Regions from separate parts of the Mus musculus genome. Here regions 1 and 3 are each linked to region 2. A link is a contact called in public HiChIP or PLAC-seq and promoter capture Hi-C data. All regions are on one chromosome and are shown on one strand. The core of a region is the stretch at or near the end of the contact, and the rest is flanking DNA. Distances in the headings are between cores, read along the strand shown.

Region 1 (2,700 bases), core at 2-2,501, 1.1 Mb after region 2:
GAGATTTACTGCTCGGGATAATGATACAAGCAAGGGAAGAAAACAAAAACCGTGTCTCGGTAACTGGAAAATTCAGTTATCCCAAGAAATCTGTTCTAGAGCATCCAGGATTACAGTAAAGGCTCTTGTTGTCATCTCAAGACCTTGGCATTCGTGTGTATGCGATAAGAGTAAGGGTACATCGCCTTCGTCATACAATAAATAATCTTGGAACACTTAGCTTCTCTTTCGTTTATTAGTGGCTATGTGTGTGTGTGTGTGTGTGTGTGTGAGTGCACATGCCACTGCAAGTATGCAGGTCAAAAGACAAATTTTGTGACCTTTTCTTCCACCTTCTATAGGTTCCAAAGATCAAACTCAGGTTGTCAGGAATCTTTACCCTCAGAGCTATCTCACCATAAAGCGCCTTCTTAAGTTACTGGCAGGGTCACATGGCCTATTGAGTTACAGAGTTTCAATGTTAAGATTTGTCTATGTGCATATTGTTTTATTCTTGGTTCTATTTTTTTCACGGTTAGAATTTTTTGTTTTGATTTAAAAAAAAAGATGTATTTCTATTTATGTGTATGCAAGTGTATCTATGCCACATGTACACCTTACCTTGAATAGGCCGGAAGAAGCAGTTTGCTCCCCTGGAGCTGGAATTATAGGAAGTGAGTTGTGAGTTGCCAGGTGGGTGTGTCATCTGAATTTGGGTCCTCTAGGAGAGCATCGGGCAGGCAGGCAGGCAGGCAGGCATCCTTCTTACCCTCAGCCACCTGTCTCTCCAGCCACCAGTGTGTTTTGCTTTTAAAACAGGGTGTCATGTATCCCAGGCTGGCCTTGAATTAACTGAGTAGCCAAGGACATGCTTGAACTTCTGACGATCCTGTCTCTACCCCACCACGGGCTGGGATTACAGTCACCTGCAACACTGCTAGTTTATGAGGGATTGGGGATAAGCGTAGGGGATAATGCTAGGCAGGCAGTCTAGCGTCTGACCTATGCTTGCTCCCAGCCTAGTAGTTGTTTGTTTGAGATGGGGATCTTTCTGCATATCCCTAGCAGTCCCGGAAAAACTCATTACCTGGCCTCCACCTCACAGAGCTCACCCTGCCTCTGCCTCTCGACTGCTGGGATTAAAGGCTTGCACATCCACCTCTGGCTCTTGTTTTTGTCTCTGAGGTCTTGTTACATAGCCCCGGGCTCATACCCCGCTTGCTTCAGTTTCCCAAGAGCTGGAACTTCAGGCATGAATAACCAGCTTTGGTCTGAAGATTTTAAAGTATTTCCGTGATTCATTCACTTGGTACTTTCTAAAATAGATTTCACCATGACTTCTGTCCTGGTTTCACTCCTTAGCCCAAGAAGTGAGATTCATCGTTCCTACCCACACTGGCTGGATTAGTTCTCTCTAGGTGGCCTTCCTTTGACTCCAGAGGGATGGCCTGAGCACTTGGTGTGTTGACATAGAGATTAAACCACTGTCGTGACTCTCGCCACCTCTGTGAAAGTCTGAAATGGAGGCAGAAAGATTTTCTGGATCTTACAAAAGGATCCCCTTTTAACATTTTCCAGTTTTGAAAATAGTTTTTTTTTTTTTAATGTATTCATTCTATGGTTTCATTTTCTGGTTTCTGATTGTGGTTTCCCCTCCCCCCACTCCTCCCAGTTCCTCCCAACCTCTCCTCTCCCCTGGATCCACACCAAAAGGATGCTTCTTAAAGTCGTAGATATTGACAGATAATTGCGACCACTTGACTAAGAATGAGATAAGGTTGTAGAGAAAGAGAGAAAGGAAGAAAGAATGGGAGGGAGATAACACTAAATATTGGTAGTCATGGTATTTAGATTACATGCAGAATCAGAAATTTTACCCACATGAACATTTACCAAAGGTGACAGGAGACCTGTATTTATCTGGGGGCATGGGTATTTGAGTATATGCTTAAATCCCCAAATCTGTTCTCATAAACACTGTGCAATTATCTAAAAATTTGCTTCAACACCAGTATGTGTGTTTGCCTAATGATAACAGGCCCACAACCAAAATTCCCCAATGTTAAATTTGGCAACACAAGAAAAATAACCATGTTAATTTGAACCTTAGCACCATGGATACCGGCGGTGATTACGGCCTGGTGAACCTGCTAATATTTGCTTCCACAGTCTGTGTTATGTCTCCCAGAAGGTTTCCCAGATGCTTCACTGTGTCTCAAAAGTTGATTCTCTTGATCAAAATGCTGGCCAGGATCCTCAGGCTATGAGAAGTGTTTTTGCCCTTGGTTTTCCTGGGAAATGTCCTGCCTCCATTTCACTGTTTTCCCCTTCTTCCCGCCCACTCAAGCTGAACTTCTCTAGTTAGGAGAATACTCTGCTGTAGAATGAAAGAGAAACACGCCTAAATGTGTGGTTGGGCAGAGTTATTTTTAAATTTAAATCTAGCATAACACTGTTATACAGTAAACTCCTGGTAAAGCTAATTGAAATGGAACTACTTAGTTGGCTATTTCACAGTTCAAGATTTCGGAGTGTTTGGGTGAAAATATTATCTAAGTGTGTGGAGTGTGTAGGCCTTTGCCTACATTTATGTTTATAATTTTCAATGACGATTTTATTTCACTAGAAATTTATTTCGAGGGTTCGGGGGTGGGGGTGGCTATAGGTGTTTGCTGGAGGGTAGGGTGAGTACAGTTAGCATTGGAAAGACTATGTAAGGGC
Region 2 (2,755 bases), core at 90-2,589:
ACCTTTCTCTAGAAGTTCCTTCGGGATTTGGGTTTAACACTTAGAAGCTTTCAAATCAACCTTTAAAATAAATAAATAAAAAGCAAAAGCGGTTTAAAGATCCTAACTTTCAAGCACGCGGCTATCTGTTAACCACCACTGAGTGTACGCTGTCATACTTATCATAACTTCAGGGGCTAGCAATAAGGAAGCCATTAGATCCCATCTCCAGTTTTATGCTTGGTGCTTCCCTGGACGCGGCTACAGAAGCAGAACTCAGAACGCTAACTTTTTTTCCTCTATCAGTTCATTTTAGGCGTGGCAGCGCTACAAGATTTCCCCCAGCTACCAAGTGACTGAACTATCCAGAGCAGGATGAAAACGGAATCATTTTAAAACCGAATAGAACTGAAGTGAAATAAAATAGGCTCTCCCAGAGATTACTCCAAAGGTCCCTATCCGTCCAAAGCAGGGCGAAGGGTCGGGTAAAATCACACGCCGCTCCTTCCCAGATGTCAAGTCACACCGCAGAACAGCCTTGAGAAACCAGAAGAGCGAGAGATGGCCGGGCTGAAAAGGGCAACTTCGCCCCGTTCCTGGCCTATCTTGTCCCTTCTGGCGTCATTCCACATCTCTCGCTGGCCATCTTTCGGTCGTCAGAAAAACTTTAAAAGCGGAGTCCGCTTTGCAAAAGGAGGTATCTACGTAATGAAGCCAACAGCTTGCGACCTAATGGGAGGTCTAAAAGGCAGGCTGGCGAACCCCGGAGGCCGATCTCCAGCTCCGGGCGTGGGGGTTGCCGGTGACCCGCAGGCCCGGGCGGTGCAGGGGGGTGCGGGATGAAGCCCGGTCGCCAGCCTTTGTCCCCGCGCTTACCTCGTCCTCCTGCTCGCTGCGGAAGCACAGGCAGGCCGCCCTCTTCTTGAAGCCCTCGCGGTCGTACGTCCGCGTCTGGTTGGGCTTGAACTTCATCCTAGAGCCGGGCTCCTGCAGCCGCTGCTCCGGCCGCCACCGTGGGGACCCGGCCGCCGCCACCCCGCCGGGGAGTCGGGCCGAAGGAAGTCGCGATGCTCGGGCGCCGGTGGGACGGGCGGCGGCGGCGGCACGGACACGGACGGCGAGGCCGGGCGGCCGCCGGGACGCGGGGCGGAACGCGGGTCACTGCAGTCCGGGCGCAGCGGTGGAAGCGCCGCCTCTGCTCCGGCGCCCGCCGCTCTCCATGGAGCCCGCCGCCGCTCGCAGCCACTCCTTGCTTGCACCCGCCGCCGCCGCCGCCGCCGGGGGAAGAGCGCGGCTCGTGGCTCGTGCCACGCGGAGACAGTTGGAAGCGACGGTGCAGACCGGGCAGAGACGCCGAGGATGCGCGCCGCCCCCTTCGCCCGCATTTAAGCGGGGCTCCCGCGCGCGCGCGCCGGCGCGCTCCCTCCTTTGGGCGCGCCAGTGCGCCTGCGCGCCAGGACCGTTGCCGGGCGGGGGTAGGGTGGGGAGCTGGGGGCGCGGCTTCGACCAGCCGGGGGGCGGGGCTCGAGGCCTAAGTCTAGGGCTCCGCCAGCTCTGCCCTGCCCGCGGGCGAGTGCTCCAGAGGCCTTTTTTTTTTGGGGGGGGGGGTGCGCTTTGTACAAGGCCAGGGAAGGGAAGCGAGCAGAGACCTCCTCGTTCTCCGTTTTAGAGGTCCGATAGAGTTCCCTTTAGGGACGGACCCCAGTACTGGGTCCTGGAGCCAAGGTCCCCGGAGCCATGGCAGGACTACTGAAGCATCGCGGTTAGCATTGCTTGTGAAGGCTAGGAAGGTTAAATTCATTGAGTTCTCTCTCTCCTCTCCCCTTCCTTCTCCCTCTCCCCACTTCCTCTGTTTCGATGAGAGTGCTTTTATGTGCTCTTGAAGAGTCAGCTGAGGCTTTGAAGTGGACTATAGCCAGTTGTCTGTGTTGTGGCATCCCCACCTCCGCTGACCCTCCAGAGTGCATTCATGAACACTGGTTATGGCTGTTATTCTGTGTGTATCTCATTCTAAGTAAGGCCATAGCAGTAAATCAGTGGGATGTTTGTTGTCTGGAAGCTTACAGTTTTAGGCACTTGGAACAACTCCCAATATTTCAGTGCTATTGAAGAGCCAAGATAGAAAGTAGGAGACCGGTGGGCAGTGGTGGTGCACGCCTTTAATCCCAGCACTTGGGAGCCAGAGGCAGGCAGATTTCTGAGTTCAAGGCCAACCTGGTCTACAGAGTGAGTTCCAGGACAGCCAGGGCTATACAGAGGAAACTCTGTCTCGAAAACCTAAAACCATAAACCAAAAAAAAAAAAAAAAAAAAGAAAGAAAGAAAGAAAGAAAGAAAGAAAGAAAGAAAAGAAAGAAAAAGAAAAAAAGTAGGAGACCTGACATCACTGGAATTCAAGAAAACCCCTAATCCAAATCAGGTGTGGAATCCCAGGTATGTGATCCCAGCACTTGAGAGCCCAAAACAGAAGGATTCGGAATTCAAGGCCATTCCCTGCCATTTAGAACTGGTGAGACTAGACTGGTCTACATGAGACCCTATTTCAAAACCCGAACTCCTAACCTACAGGAGCTTCACTTCCCACAGAACTGTTTAGACAGCCACATCCGTTTTGTTTTTCATTCCTGGAAGGCCTCCGGTGTGCCAGGCTCTGGCATCTTACAAAACCGGTCAGACCCTGCCCCTCCAGTCGAATAAGAACCTAAGAACAGAGAATTAGTGACCAATCACGGGGCGGAATATTAAATTGATTTGGGAGTAGTGGGTCTCGCAGATCT
Region 3 (2,813 bases), core at 185-2,684, 1.0 Mb before region 2:
AAGATGTATACTCAGTGAAAAAACGATCAATAAACAAACAATCCTCCCATCTGCCCTGTAGCTGCTCAGTTCTCCTTTCCCAACTTAAGCTGCTTGTTCACTTATTCCTGTAGCTTTTTTTTTATCTTGTCAGAAATGTGCCCTGTGTATATATAAGCACAGGCATATATCTATATTTATGTATATGTATGTATGTATATGTATCTATATTTCTCTATATAGATATGATACACATTGCACTTTCAATAAATGGTAGAACACTATATTCTCCAGCACCTTGCTTTTCTTCACTTAACTATACATGCTAGAAATGACTCCACAGAGGGCCATCGCAACTGCTACACTTGTCTAATACTCCACTAAGTCGACATGCTTGGTTCCCTGGTCTCCTTGTGAGTGAATGACACATAGGTCAGGTTGTCCTCAGTCTTTGAAAAGGCCTCCTATCGAGAGTTCTTTATCTTTCATCAATGCCTCTCACAGGACTATCAGATAGATGTCTTAGACTTCCATCCTGATCTTGTCAACTTCTGGTTCAGGGAGCCCAGCAGCTTGCCAAACACCCACAGAACAAAGCTGAACTTAATGTTGAAAGTACATTCCCCCCACCCCCTACCCCCGACTCTCCGTTCTTCTACCTGATCCCTTTTTGCCTGAAGACACCCACTAAACCGACACCTTGAGGGTCCCCTCCCCCACCCCCACCCAACGCACAGACCTGTTTTCTCTCAGCCAGCTAGGGGGATAAACACCTCCTCCCCTCCCTGTAGGCAGATCACACTGCACTCTGAGCCTGTTAGGATCAGTGATTTAAAACCTGCCAATCCGGTCTCAGGGGCACGTCTCACGAAACCACTGGACCTTGTGTAGTTAATTTGGGGGTTAGGCAACCGATACCGCATTGATTACCAATCAGTACTTTTTCTCTTCAGATTCCAAATTCCTTGTGGGCAGGGAGCACTCGCTGGGACTAGAGAACGCTCAAGTGGAAAGATGTCCCGGTTTCAAAGTAGCTTACAACACAGTGAGTCACACAAGCACAATTAAGATACACAACACAGTGGGAGTGCCGCTCCGTGGAATACTAGATGGGAAAATGCCCCTCCGTCCTGGAATCCTTAGCCCACTGTCCAGGTCCAGGAAAGCTGTCCAGCAAGTAAGTGTGCCTGTTGAGTGAAATATGTATATATATTTCATTAAGGCATCCGGCAACCTCCTGTGTGCTCAAACCCGTCTTTTTTATCACACTCAAGTGGGTCCATAACCTGTGCCAGCGTCGCTCATCTGAGCCGGGAGAGGCGTGGGAGCGCGTGGGCCCCGTTCGCAGGCAGGGAGGGCAGCTGAGCCCGGCACCTGGAGCGGGTCTAGGCGCCGCGCGGGCGCAGGGGCGGGGAGCGGGGAAAGGGGCGGAGACTGTCGCCCGCCTCCCCACCCGGGCGGCGGCGCAGGGCCGCGGGGTGTCGGCAGCAGCTGCAGCGGCCCGCGCCACCCCCTCGGCCGCGGCTCCGGGGCGAGGGTGAGCGGAGCACGGCGAGCAGCTGCCACCCGGCGCCGAGTGGAGCGGCAGCCCCGGAGGACGCAAAGTTGTCAGTCTAAGCGCAGACATGCCGGGCAGCGACACGGCGCTCACCGTGGACCGGACCTACTCAGACCCCGGCCGGCACCACCGCTGCAAGAGCCGGGTGAGGGCGCGCGCAGGGCGGCGCGGGGGTGCGAGTCTGCGTGGGGAGGGCGCGGGCCGGGTCGGCTCGGAGGCTCAGCACCGTAGAACCCAACGCCGGCCTCTCCCGGCCGGGAAGGTCCGGGGAAAACCTGCGGCCCGGGGACGCTGGGCCACCGCTGGAATCGGAGGCTAGCCAGTCCTATTCCACGACGGTGTCGCCGGGCTCTCCTCCCCGCCAGAGAGCGCACGCTGCCTGCCGGGTCCCCGGGACTCCCAGGGTCTGGCTCCCTCCCGGCACAGCCACCTGCAGGGCTCTGCATTGCTGCTGCGTCCCCTGCCTGGCAGCTGAGTCCCCTGCACTGTACGCCCGGGACGCGCTGCCCAGGTCAAAAGTCGATCTCGGCATGGACGCTCCGGAGTTGGGAGCCGTGCAGAGCGGGTGCCTTCGCCACGGTTTGCAGCCTAATTTGCTGTTGCTGATTTTGGCTGTGAGCGAAAATAGCTCTTCTGAGCAAGCTGTGGAGACCGGCCATGGAGGGCTTCACTATAAAGACGGAGGCCACAGCCCCAGCTCTGGGCCCCTCCTGAGGAACACTTTCCCTTTTGGGAAGCTCAAGTGTCCAGCAAGGATGTGACACCCCCCCCCCCATCCCTTCTTTTGACGGACTAAAGTGCCATTTGAAACAGCACCTCCTCCACTCTGGCAGGCGGCACCTGGAGTTGTTCTCTGAGCCTCCCAACTTCTGGCTTGTCCGAGGAACTGGGGATTCGATGTCGGCTTTCTTGTATAAAGTTCGTAGAGATAGACCGGGCAGAGTTTCTACCCTTCCACCTCTAAGATCAAGTTGCGGCCATAAGTGATAGGCATATGCAGGGGTCCCTTATATATAATGTGGGTATGCAGTCACAATTTGAAACAGTAGTCGATTCTCCCAGAAGTGGCATGTTTACCTCATTTCTCTTTTCACTTTAGCGCCTCTTAATCAATTTAGGAAAAATGATTAAAAAAAAAAAACCCACAAATTTAATGAGTTTGGTGGAATCGCTCCTGCATCGACCGACTCTTTCTCGGTTTCATTAGAAGTTTCATAACAGTGCACCAGGAAAGTATTCCCAAACTCCCTAAGAAAAACATTTAGAGTTTTGGTTA

What was found. Promoter capture Hi-C pulls out the DNA fragments that hold promoters and counts their contacts. HiChIP or PLAC-seq counts read pairs in DNA pulled down with a chosen protein or histone mark.
Region 1: a contact with region 2 is called in an H3K27ac HiChIP or PLAC-seq map of embryonic stem cells, with 2.5 times the contacts expected there. The contact joins the enhancer-like site here to the promoter of Nudt4 in region 2. A contact is called at or near these places in 5 of 39 promoter capture datasets (the C10 cell line, the HPC-7 cell line, hippocampal neurons and 2 more), 3 of 484 Hi-C or Micro-C datasets (B cells, the G1E-ER4 cell line and the N1E-115 cell line), 3 of 115 datasets of contacts at active chromatin or transcription factors (astrocytes, embryonic stem cells and pro-B cells) and 1 of 9 other capture datasets (liver).
Region 3: a promoter capture Hi-C map of pre-B cells shows a contact between it and region 2, with 4 times the contacts expected there. The contact joins the promoter of Tmcc3 here to the promoter of Nudt4 in region 2.

The regions. Positions count from the first base shown.
Region 1 is chr10:96,631,705-96,634,404 of GRCm38.p6, forward strand. No RefSeq gene overlaps it. Among named protein-coding and RNA genes, the nearest start is that of Btg1, 16 kb to the left of the region's middle. Within about 2 kb of position 1,252, at least 84 of the 459 cell types and tissues checked have an H3K27ac peak or open chromatin away from gene starts, as enhancers often do. A contact at or near this core is called in embryonic stem cells and pro-B cells, where this site is marked.
Region 2 is chr10:95,562,807-95,565,561 of GRCm38.p6, forward strand. Nudt4 (nudix (nucleoside diphosphate linked moiety X)-type motif 4) reads right to left here and starts at 1,340. Exons shown (of 5, transcript NM_027722.5): 1 at 856-1,340. The coding sequence starts at 951.
Region 3 is chr10:94,513,423-94,516,235 of GRCm38.p6, forward strand. It overlaps Tmcc3 (transmembrane and coiled coil domains 3), which reads left to right and starts at 1,435. Exons shown (of 4, transcript NM_172051.3): 1 at 1,435-1,682. The coding sequence starts at 1,605. It overlaps Gm40743 (a long non-coding RNA gene), which reads right to left and starts at 1,457. Exons shown (of 3, transcript XR_871960.2): 1 at 1,266-1,457; 2 at 910-1,166.